3 separate regions of the Mus musculus genome follow, and all the other regions are linked to region 1. Evidence: chromatin contacts called from public Micro-C and promoter capture Hi-C data. All regions are on one chromosome and are shown on one strand. Each heading gives the region's core, a stretch centred on a gene start, on an enhancer-like site or on the middle of the called end of the contact. The rest is flanking DNA. Distances are from core to core; before and after follow the strand shown.

The links. Hi-C and Micro-C count contacts between places; a contact is called where the count stands out from the background. Capture Hi-C pulls out chosen DNA fragments and counts their contacts.
Region 2: a Micro-C map of embryonic stem cells shows a contact between it and region 1, with 2.6 times the contacts expected there. The contact joins the promoter of Muc1 here to the promoter of Zbtb7b in region 1. A contact is called at or near these places in 2 of 39 promoter capture datasets (erythroid cells and neural stem cells), 4 of 484 Hi-C or Micro-C datasets (all in embryonic stem cells), 5 of 115 datasets of contacts at active chromatin or transcription factors (effector CD8 T cells and embryonic stem cells) and 3 of 9 other capture datasets (adipose tissue, liver and pancreatic islet).
Region 3: a promoter capture Hi-C map of pancreatic islet shows a contact between it and region 1. The contact joins the promoter of Gba here to the promoter of Zbtb7b in region 1. A contact is called at or near these places in 1 of 39 promoter capture datasets (erythroid cells), 2 of 484 Hi-C or Micro-C datasets (embryonic stem cells and muscle stem cells), 2 of 115 datasets of contacts at active chromatin or transcription factors (both in embryonic stem cells) and 3 of 9 other capture datasets (adipose tissue, liver and pancreatic islet).

The regions. Positions count from the first base shown.
Region 1 is chr3:89,392,092-89,394,868 of GRCm38.p6, forward strand. It overlaps Zbtb7b (zinc finger and BTB domain containing 7B), which reads right to left and starts at 1,287. Exons shown (of 3, transcript NM_009565.5): 1 at 944-1,287. It overlaps Gm15417 (predicted gene 15417), which reads left to right. Exons shown (of 2, transcript NR_040403.1): 1 at 1-415.
Region 2 is chr3:89,227,737-89,230,436 of GRCm38.p6, forward strand. Muc1 (mucin 1, transmembrane) reads left to right here and starts at 1,320. Exons shown (of 7, transcript NM_013605.2): 1 at 1,320-1,441; 2 at 2,175-2,700. The coding sequence starts at 1,384.
Region 3 is chr3:89,201,515-89,204,214 of GRCm38.p6, forward strand. It overlaps Gba (glucosidase, beta, acid), which reads left to right and starts at 1,414. Exons shown (of 11, transcript NM_001077411.3): 1 at 1,414-1,572; 2 at 1,958-2,027; 3 at 2,471-2,662. The coding sequence starts at 1,973.

The DNA of each region.
Region 1 (2,777 bases), core at 37-2,536:
CCCACTCCCGCCCCCCCCGCTCTGGCCAGGACACGTCGCTCTCTTACTTGGGTGGGGTGGGAGGAGGGGAGAGAAAGCTGGAAATGGAAAGCAGCGCCCCCCACCCCTCTGAATGGCCAACCTCGGCCAGCGGTGCGCACTAGGTTTCTACCACACAGCGACCCCCACTCTGCTCAGGGCAGGTGCGCCGGCGCCGGCGGCAAGACCGCTGGTAGGTCGAGTTCTTATCACCCACCCTCGCACTGGAGTTGTGAGAGCAAAAGCTGACTTTGAAAAGGTGGCGGTGGGCCTGAGGCTTGAGAGACCGGAATGTGATTGCGGAGCGGGAGGGGCAGAGGGGTCGTCCTGCTGAGCCGCACTACCGCTGGAGAGACGACGCGGCTCTGGAAGCGCAAGAAACCGAATAGTCCAGCCGGTAACTTTCCCCCAAGCCGCGGTTCCTCCCGCTGCCCCCCACCCCCCGTGCCACTGGCCTGGGTCCAGCCCACCGTGCCAGGGGGGCGCGGAGCTGGGTGGGTGGGTGGGGACACGCGTTGTCCTAGTTATAGTCCGTCAGGGTTTCCATTCCCTCCATTCGGTCGGGTCTGGGGTCTCCCCCTAAAGTCACAAAAGCGACTGGGGGTAGGGGTAAGTTCAGTGCAGCTCACCCCCTCTCCATCCCGTAGCTCACAGTCTGTATGATATTAGAAGTGCAAAGAAAGTTTCTGGAGACCCTCCGCTCAGAGTTGGGGGGAGGCCAATAGTCCATAGTTCTCTACCTTTCCTCCAAGTTAAAACCAATTCCAAAGACCCAGGAAAGCTACAGGGAATGCGACTGGTTGAAATCTGGTGTGTGTGTGTGTACGTGTGTGTACAGGGGTCTCACAGGACGCACGAAGGACACTGCAGTAGGCTCGAGTTTAGTGTATCCCGAGCCAAGGGACAAAAAGTGGGGTTCACTTACCTTTCAGCCGTTGGGTCCGTTCGCTGGAGCTGCAGAGGCACAGGGTGTAGGAAGAAGCGCGTCCCCCGCCAGGCTGGGGGGCTTGGGGCTCTGCTCCGGTCCTGGTCAGAAGGCCGCGGTCAGTGGCTCGCTGCTCGTTGCTGGGGGGCTCCTCCTCCGCCACCCTTTGCCTCCTCCTGTTGCCCGCCCCCCCCTTGGCCGCGGAGAGCCGTACATTCACCTGGCTTCCACTCGCCCCCCCCCCCAAGGCCCGCCTCACCTGTCCTGCTGTCTCACCTGTCCTCTCTCTTGCTTTCCCCCCATCCCTCCCCTCCCTCCCCCCGCCCCTGCCACCCCCAAACTCCCCCCCCACCCTTAGCAACACCCTCTGTCACTTCCTGGTTTTTCATCCGCCCCCCCCAGGCACCCCCTCCCTCCGCCCAATAAGGACATAAACTTCCACCTCTTCCAACAGCTAGTTCCAGCAGGGAGCATATGGGTCCCTCCCTCCTTTTCGTCCCTTTTCTCCGAGATTTTGCTTCGCTCCCTGAGCCTTTCCCACCCTTTTCCTTTCCCTTCTTTCCTTCAAACTCCCTTCACCTGCCGCGATCCCTCTCCCTCTCTGCTTTCTACCACTATCTCCTCCGGTCCACCTTAACTGGAGCTCCGCCTCCGACCCCCGTCCAGCCCTCTGCTGCTGCCCAGCTCCACCCCTTGCACGCCACCGCCCTGCCCATCCATTGGCCTGAACACCCGCCTATCCCATGTGGGACGCGCCTAGGGTTCATCCAGGGAGGGGGTGGAGCCTGGGCTGGCCAGAAACCAGAAGGGGAGGGAGGCCGAAGACAGTGTCCGCAGTGGCCAGGGAATGGAGCAGCCCCCTCAGGGACTTCCTCTCTTTCAAGAGGGGCTTCTGTAGGGTCACCACCTGGGGAGGGAATGGTATGAGAGGTTACGGATACGCTGCTGGGGATGAAGACCTAAAATTTAGAAAGAGTGGGGTCCTGCCGAGGGGCTTTAACCAGGTCAGAGCCCCAGGAAGAGAGAGAACCTCTAGACATTGAGCTTCAGCCTCTTGGCCCATCCCCCTCCGAGGGAGCGGGGGAGTCGAGTCTGTGGGCACTCTGTGTCCCTCCCCACGCGTGACGGCGCCCCGCGGGGAGGGAACAGTGCCCGGGGCAAGGAGCCTTTGCGCTCTAGCCAGTGCCCGTTGCTGCCTTGGCATTTTCAAAGGGGAGGGACTGAGTCTGGGAAGGGGAAGGGGGAGGTGCGCTCCCTCTGGGGCCCCGACGCTTTGCCTTCAACCAGCCGGTACTTTTAGTGGAGAAACTGAGACCCTACAGTGGAGGGATCTTGGCGCAGATTCACTCAGACCCCGAGGTGACGATAGAGACCTGGGTGGTTTAGGATGTTTGCTTAAGTGGGTTTGGGAAAAACCGGTATTCGTATTTAAGTGCCCGACCCAAAGAATGGTAGTCTCTGAGGGACGCTTACAACTGGGCTGGCGATGCTATAGACCCCAAAAGGGCCCCTCCTACTCGTTTCAAACGGAGTCAAATCCCGCTCTCTAGGACCAGGTTCGGCTTCGCAGCAGCAGGCCAGGCGGAACCGGGTCGGACTTGTTCTCTTTCCCAGCTCCCTCCGCAGGGGGCCTCCTTCCCTTTCCAGCAGGTGGCTCCGCAGGACACCAGCTCAACCTGTTGGACCACAATGGGCGGTGCCAGGGGGGCCCTGGCCCTCACCCGGGCTGACCCGGGATCCCCAAGCAGGGGGAGGGGTGGAGTCGGCCCTTCCCTCCCTCTTTCTCCCCCCCCCCCCCCCCCCATGACTCAGCCTCGAGGCCGCTGCTCTGCCC
Region 2 (2,700 bases), core at 70-2,569, 160 kb before region 1:
GTTTACTCCGCAACCTCCGCTTGCGGGATCCGGCCTGGCATCCTCAGTCCGCGCTACTGTGAACCCAAAGCCCTCCCCAAATTCAACTGTTTCTGCCCTTCAGAACACCTTTCGTTTCTCCCTAAACACACACACAAACACACGGGTTTGCCTTGTTTCGAGTGCTTGTTCGCCCCAAATATTCCTTTCCCAGATACATCTCAACGTTCTCATGTTCCACGATCGGCCCACCTACTTAATCTCTTCCTCCTCAATATCTAGCTACCTAGACATAACCCGTCCTACACCCCACCCCCCACCATTCAATGTCATCACACAACTTGATGCCCCCCCTTCCAGATACCTTGGGGCTCCAACCACTTTTACCCTACCCGCAAACACCATCCCCAGAAGTCTAGTAGCCCAATTAATGACCCTTGCTTCTCCCCTACAGTGTGCATTCTTTCCTATCTGTCCGAGGCATTGATTCTTTTCGCCAAGGCACAATTAACTTCCTTAAGTTAATCTGTCTCAACTTGGGCTGTGCTGCCAAACTATCGGCTGGTGCGAGTACGCCGCGCGACGCTCGCGGTGACCACTAGAGGGCAGGCGTTTCCGGATAGAAGGGCCGGTCAACCTGCCACTCAAGGTGGAGGGTTGGGTAGGAAGGACCTTAGGCTTCAGTGGAGCCCAAGTTTAGTCCTTTTTAAGTGGAAATTTCCCCCACCGCCTTTCTCGGGAGAAAGCCAAAGAGAGACCCAGGCTACTGGAAAGTCTGGCAGGGGCGGGGATTGTGGTTTTCAGAGTACCGGGAACGGCTAGAAGGGCGGGGCTGTTCCGGGAAGTGGCGGGGGGGGGGGGGGTTCGGGGAGGGAGACTAAAACTAGCGACCTGTCCACTATTATCCAGCCCCCTTATGTCCTCTCAACTTGTGAGAAGTGGTGTTCAAGGACCCGCAGAGAGAATAGGAAAAGGGATCGGGGGACCTAGGGATGGACTTCCCATGTCTTGCTGTCCAGGGCCTTTCTGTGTTTCCTTTCCTCTTCTTGGCGGTCACTCTGGGACTAAAACCAGAGCCAGGGGGCCCCAGGTTTCCTCCACATACACACCTGGGGTAGTCAAGGAGCGGTTGGTAAAAGTGGGAGGCCAGATGGAGAAAAAACAGGTTGTCATAAGGTTGAGTGATTGGAGCCCAAGTACCCTACACAGGAATGACTGGGGGGGAGGAGGAGGAAAAGAATAGGGGAGGGGGCGGAGTTTTGTTACCTGTCACCTGCTCTGACTGTGCCTAGGGCGGGAGGGGGACTGGTATAAAGCAGCAGGCACCAGCCCTGTTCCACCTCACACACGGAGCGCCAGCCTTGAGTTTGTTTTCTAGCCCCTTCCCGCCTGTTCACCACCACCATGACCCCGGGCATTCGGGCTCCTTTCTTCCTGCTGCTACTTCTAGCAAGTCTAAAAGGTGAGAGGCGCAAGGTGGGGAGGGGCTGCGCTGTTCAGGTGGGACTCCCAGTCTTTCTGTGGAGTTTGCTTACTGGTAGATTATGAGAGTCATAAATGGCCATCCATACAGGTATGGCCCAGTATGTGCCAGGGGGGAAAAGAGGCTAAGGAAGGAGGCTGAGAAGAGGTGACCCCTCAGGAGAGTGGGCACTATAGTAGGCAAATAATACTCTTTGTGGGGAGTAGAGAAGAGAGGCTGTGTCAGGAGAAGTAGCTCCGGAGTGGAAGAATGGGGCCGTGTGCAGTGGTTCCAGTCTATAGTTCCCACACCCTGGACGCTCAGGTTCACAGAGAGTTCAAGGCCAGCTTAGGCTACAGTATGAATACTTGTCTCAAGTAGAGGAATAAATGAGCCAGAAGCAGAGGTGAGACCTCTGCTTAGGGAGGGAGGCTGTCAGGATGAAGGCAAACCAGGGGCTACCTGATGCTAACATGATCCCCCTTCCTTCCCCGGTTACTTTGTTTTCAGAGTTTATATTTTTCTTCTTGCTCTGATTTTTATTCATCAACCCAGTAGGTTTTTTTTTTGTTGTTGTTGTTGTTTTGTTTTTTTTTTCTTCAACTTTGGCTCTAGCCGGAACTAAAACATCACACATGTTATCCAAAGCGACCCAGTGTCCAACTCTGTTGATTAGTGCTGCGCTGCTGTGAGCATAAAAACAGTTTACCCCTAATCTTCCACTCTGGTTCAGGTTTTCTTGCCCTTCCAAGTGAGGAAAACAGTGTCACCTCATCTCAGGACACCAGCAGTTCCTTAGCATCGACTACCACTCCAGTCCACAGCAGCAACTCAGACCCAGCCACCAGACCTCCAGGGGACTCCACCAGCTCTCCAGTCCAGAGTAGCACCTCTTCTCCAGCCACCAGAGCTCCTGAAGACTCTACCAGTACTGCAGTCCTCAGTGGCACCTCCTCCCCAGCCACCACAGCTCCAGTGAACTCCGCCAGCTCTCCAGTAGCCCATGGTGACACCTCTTCCCCAGCCACTAGCCTTTCAAAAGACTCCAACAGCTCTCCAGTAGTCCACAGTGGCACCTCTTCAGCTCCGGCCACCACAGCTCCAGTGGATTCCACCAGCTCTCCAGTAGTCCACGGTGGTACCTCGTCCCCAGCCACCAGCCCTCCAGGGGACTCCACCAGCTCTCCAGACCATAGTAGCACCTCTTCTCCAGCCACCAGAGCTCCCGAAGACTCTACCAGTACTGCAGTCCTCAGTGG
Region 3 (2,700 bases), core at 164-2,663, 190 kb before region 1:
TGGTTCTGTGAGACTATGCTGGTGTCTATGTTGGGCAAGTGTGGAAACAGGCTCAGACTTCCCTTGACTTCTCTTGCTAACGCTAGTAATGGTTCTGTGAGACTATGCTGGTGTCTATGTTGGGCAAGTGTGGAAACAGGCTCAGAGACCTGGACTTAGTCAGATCACGCTGCATGTGTCACTGCCAATTAATCAACTTTATTGTGGCTCACAAGGAAACCCGGACGACAGCCCTCTTCTTGTGTCCACCAAAGACAGACAGCATTTTCCAGTTTCCTGGGAGGAAGGATGAAGAGCTTTCCAGCCAGCATCTGATGATAAAGCAAGAGAATCCAGAAACGGCCAGTGGGGACCACTCCCTCCCTTGGTCCTGATCTCCAGAGCCCGACAGCAACTCCCTGCACTTACTGTGACTCCCCCCCCCCCCCCCCCCCGCCTGTTCTTCTGGGAAGGGTCCCCTTTCCTCTCAAGGAGTCTTGCAAGTATACCTCTCAACATTTCTGTCTGTCTTCGCCTGTAACTCCGTGTAAGTGTCTGACTCATGTGTCTCACTAGTCTTTTTAGGATAAAGATTGTGTGTATGTGGGGTTTGTTGTTGTTTTTCGAGATAGGGTTTCCCTGTGTAACAGGACTGGCTGTCCTGGAAATTGCCCCATAGACCAGGCTGGCCTTGAACTCACAGGGATCCGCCTGCCTTTTCCTCCCAAGTGCTGGATTTAAAGGCATGTGCCACCAATTCCAGGCTGTATGTGGGGTTTCTAAATTTTGTTTTTATTTATTTTTATTTTTTTAAAAGATTTTATTTGGGGTTGGAGAGATGGCTCAGTGGTTAAGAGCAGTGACTGCTCTTCCAGAGGTCTGGAGTGTCTGAAGACAGCTTACATATAATAAATAAATAAATATTTTCTTTAAAATATTTATTTATTTATTTTTTATATATATGACGAGTACCCTGTAGCTGTCTTCAGACACCAGAAGAAGGCGTCAGATCCCATTACAGATGGTTGTGAGCCACCATGTGGTTGCTGGGAATTGAACTCAGGACCTCTGGAAGAGCAGTCAGTGCTCTTAACCGCTGAGCTATCTCTCCAGCCCCTTGTTTTTATTTTTAAATTTTATTTTTAAATTATGTATATCTGTGTGTCGGTATGTGCATGTGAATACAGTGGCCCTCACAGGCTAGAAGTCCTCTCTGTCTTGGATTTAGGAGCCTCTACTCAGCTGTCCATACAATCCTTGTTAGAATTCTCTTCCTAAAGGTGTCATCCTTTAGGCCTCCCCAAAATTCACAGGGTATGCAATGAATGACTAACCTAGAAGAGCCCAACTGCCCATTACAAATATGGCTTCGATTGCTTCACTTCCTGCATCACGTGACCGGCTTAGTCATCATGTGACTCTGTCCGCCCCTTTAAGCCGGAAGGAACTTGCTGTGCTAGTCGGTTCCAAGAGCTATGATATCTGTCTGTGTTTTATTTGGTAGGTCTTCTATCCCTCCAAGGCACAGAAACTTCCACAGTCTTCTCATTCGCTGGTCCTGAGTAGCTCCAGTTTCCAAGATCTTCTGGAGAGGTAAGCGGGCAGGGCTACAATTTGCCTTGTCAATCTTGCTTCGGGAATTCTGCCTATCTAGATTATGGAATTCGGTGAGTTCAATTTTTTTTTTTTTAAATTCAGGGCATCATGGCTCTTTGAGGGCACAGATGGAGGGAGGGCTGAAGGTTGAAATCGATGGGGGAAAAGAGTGAAGAGAGTCTTCTTTGGAGTGGGCAGCAAACTCCCTAGCAGAGTGAATGAATGCAGGACGCCTCCAGGGTCTACGGGCACTGTCTAATCACTAATAAAGGTGGGAGCCTATGCTGTGAGCATCCACAGGCAGCTAAACTCTGGCCAGGAGGGTGGTTGCAGGGTAGAGAGAGTCTTACACTATTATCTTTCCTCTACATTTTCTTCTCAGAAGTGTGCTGGTGTCATGGCTGCCAGGCTCATCGGATTCTTCCTATTTCAGGCGGTATCTTGGGCATATGGTGAGTCTAGGATGGAGATGGAGGCATGAAGGTGTCCCCTGCCCCCAAAGTCCTCTGGTAGCCTTCCATTATGGTGCTGAAATTTCAGTAGGGACTCTGTAACTCTTTTAGAATGCCTGAGACATCTTTGGGCTGGGAGTATGGTGGAAGGATTTTTTTAAAAAAATATTTATTTATTTATTATATGTAAGTACACTGTAGCTGTCTTCAGACACACCAGAAGAGGGCGTCAGATCTCGTTACAGATGGTTGTGAGCCACCATGTGGTTACTGGGATTTGAACTCCAGACCTTTGGAAGAGCAGTCGGGTGCTCTTACCCACTGAGCCATCTCACCAGCCCGGATTTTTTTTTTTTTAATTGTTGTTCTGTCTCGTACCTAGCATGCCCACTCCCTCATAAACCCGCTTTGATGCCTGCCTCTGCTTGTGCCCTGCCTCCTAGGTGCCCAACCCTGCATCCCCAAAAGCTTTGGCTACAGCTCAGTGGTCTGTGTCTGTAATGCATCGTACTGTGACTCTCTTGACCCCGTGACCTTACCGGCTCTGGGTACCTTCAGCCGTTACGAGAGCACTCGACGTGGACGTCGGATGGAGCTGAGTGTCGGGGCCATCCAGGCCAATCGCACTGGCACAGGTAGCCACTTTATCTGTCCCTCTAAGCCTGGACCCAAA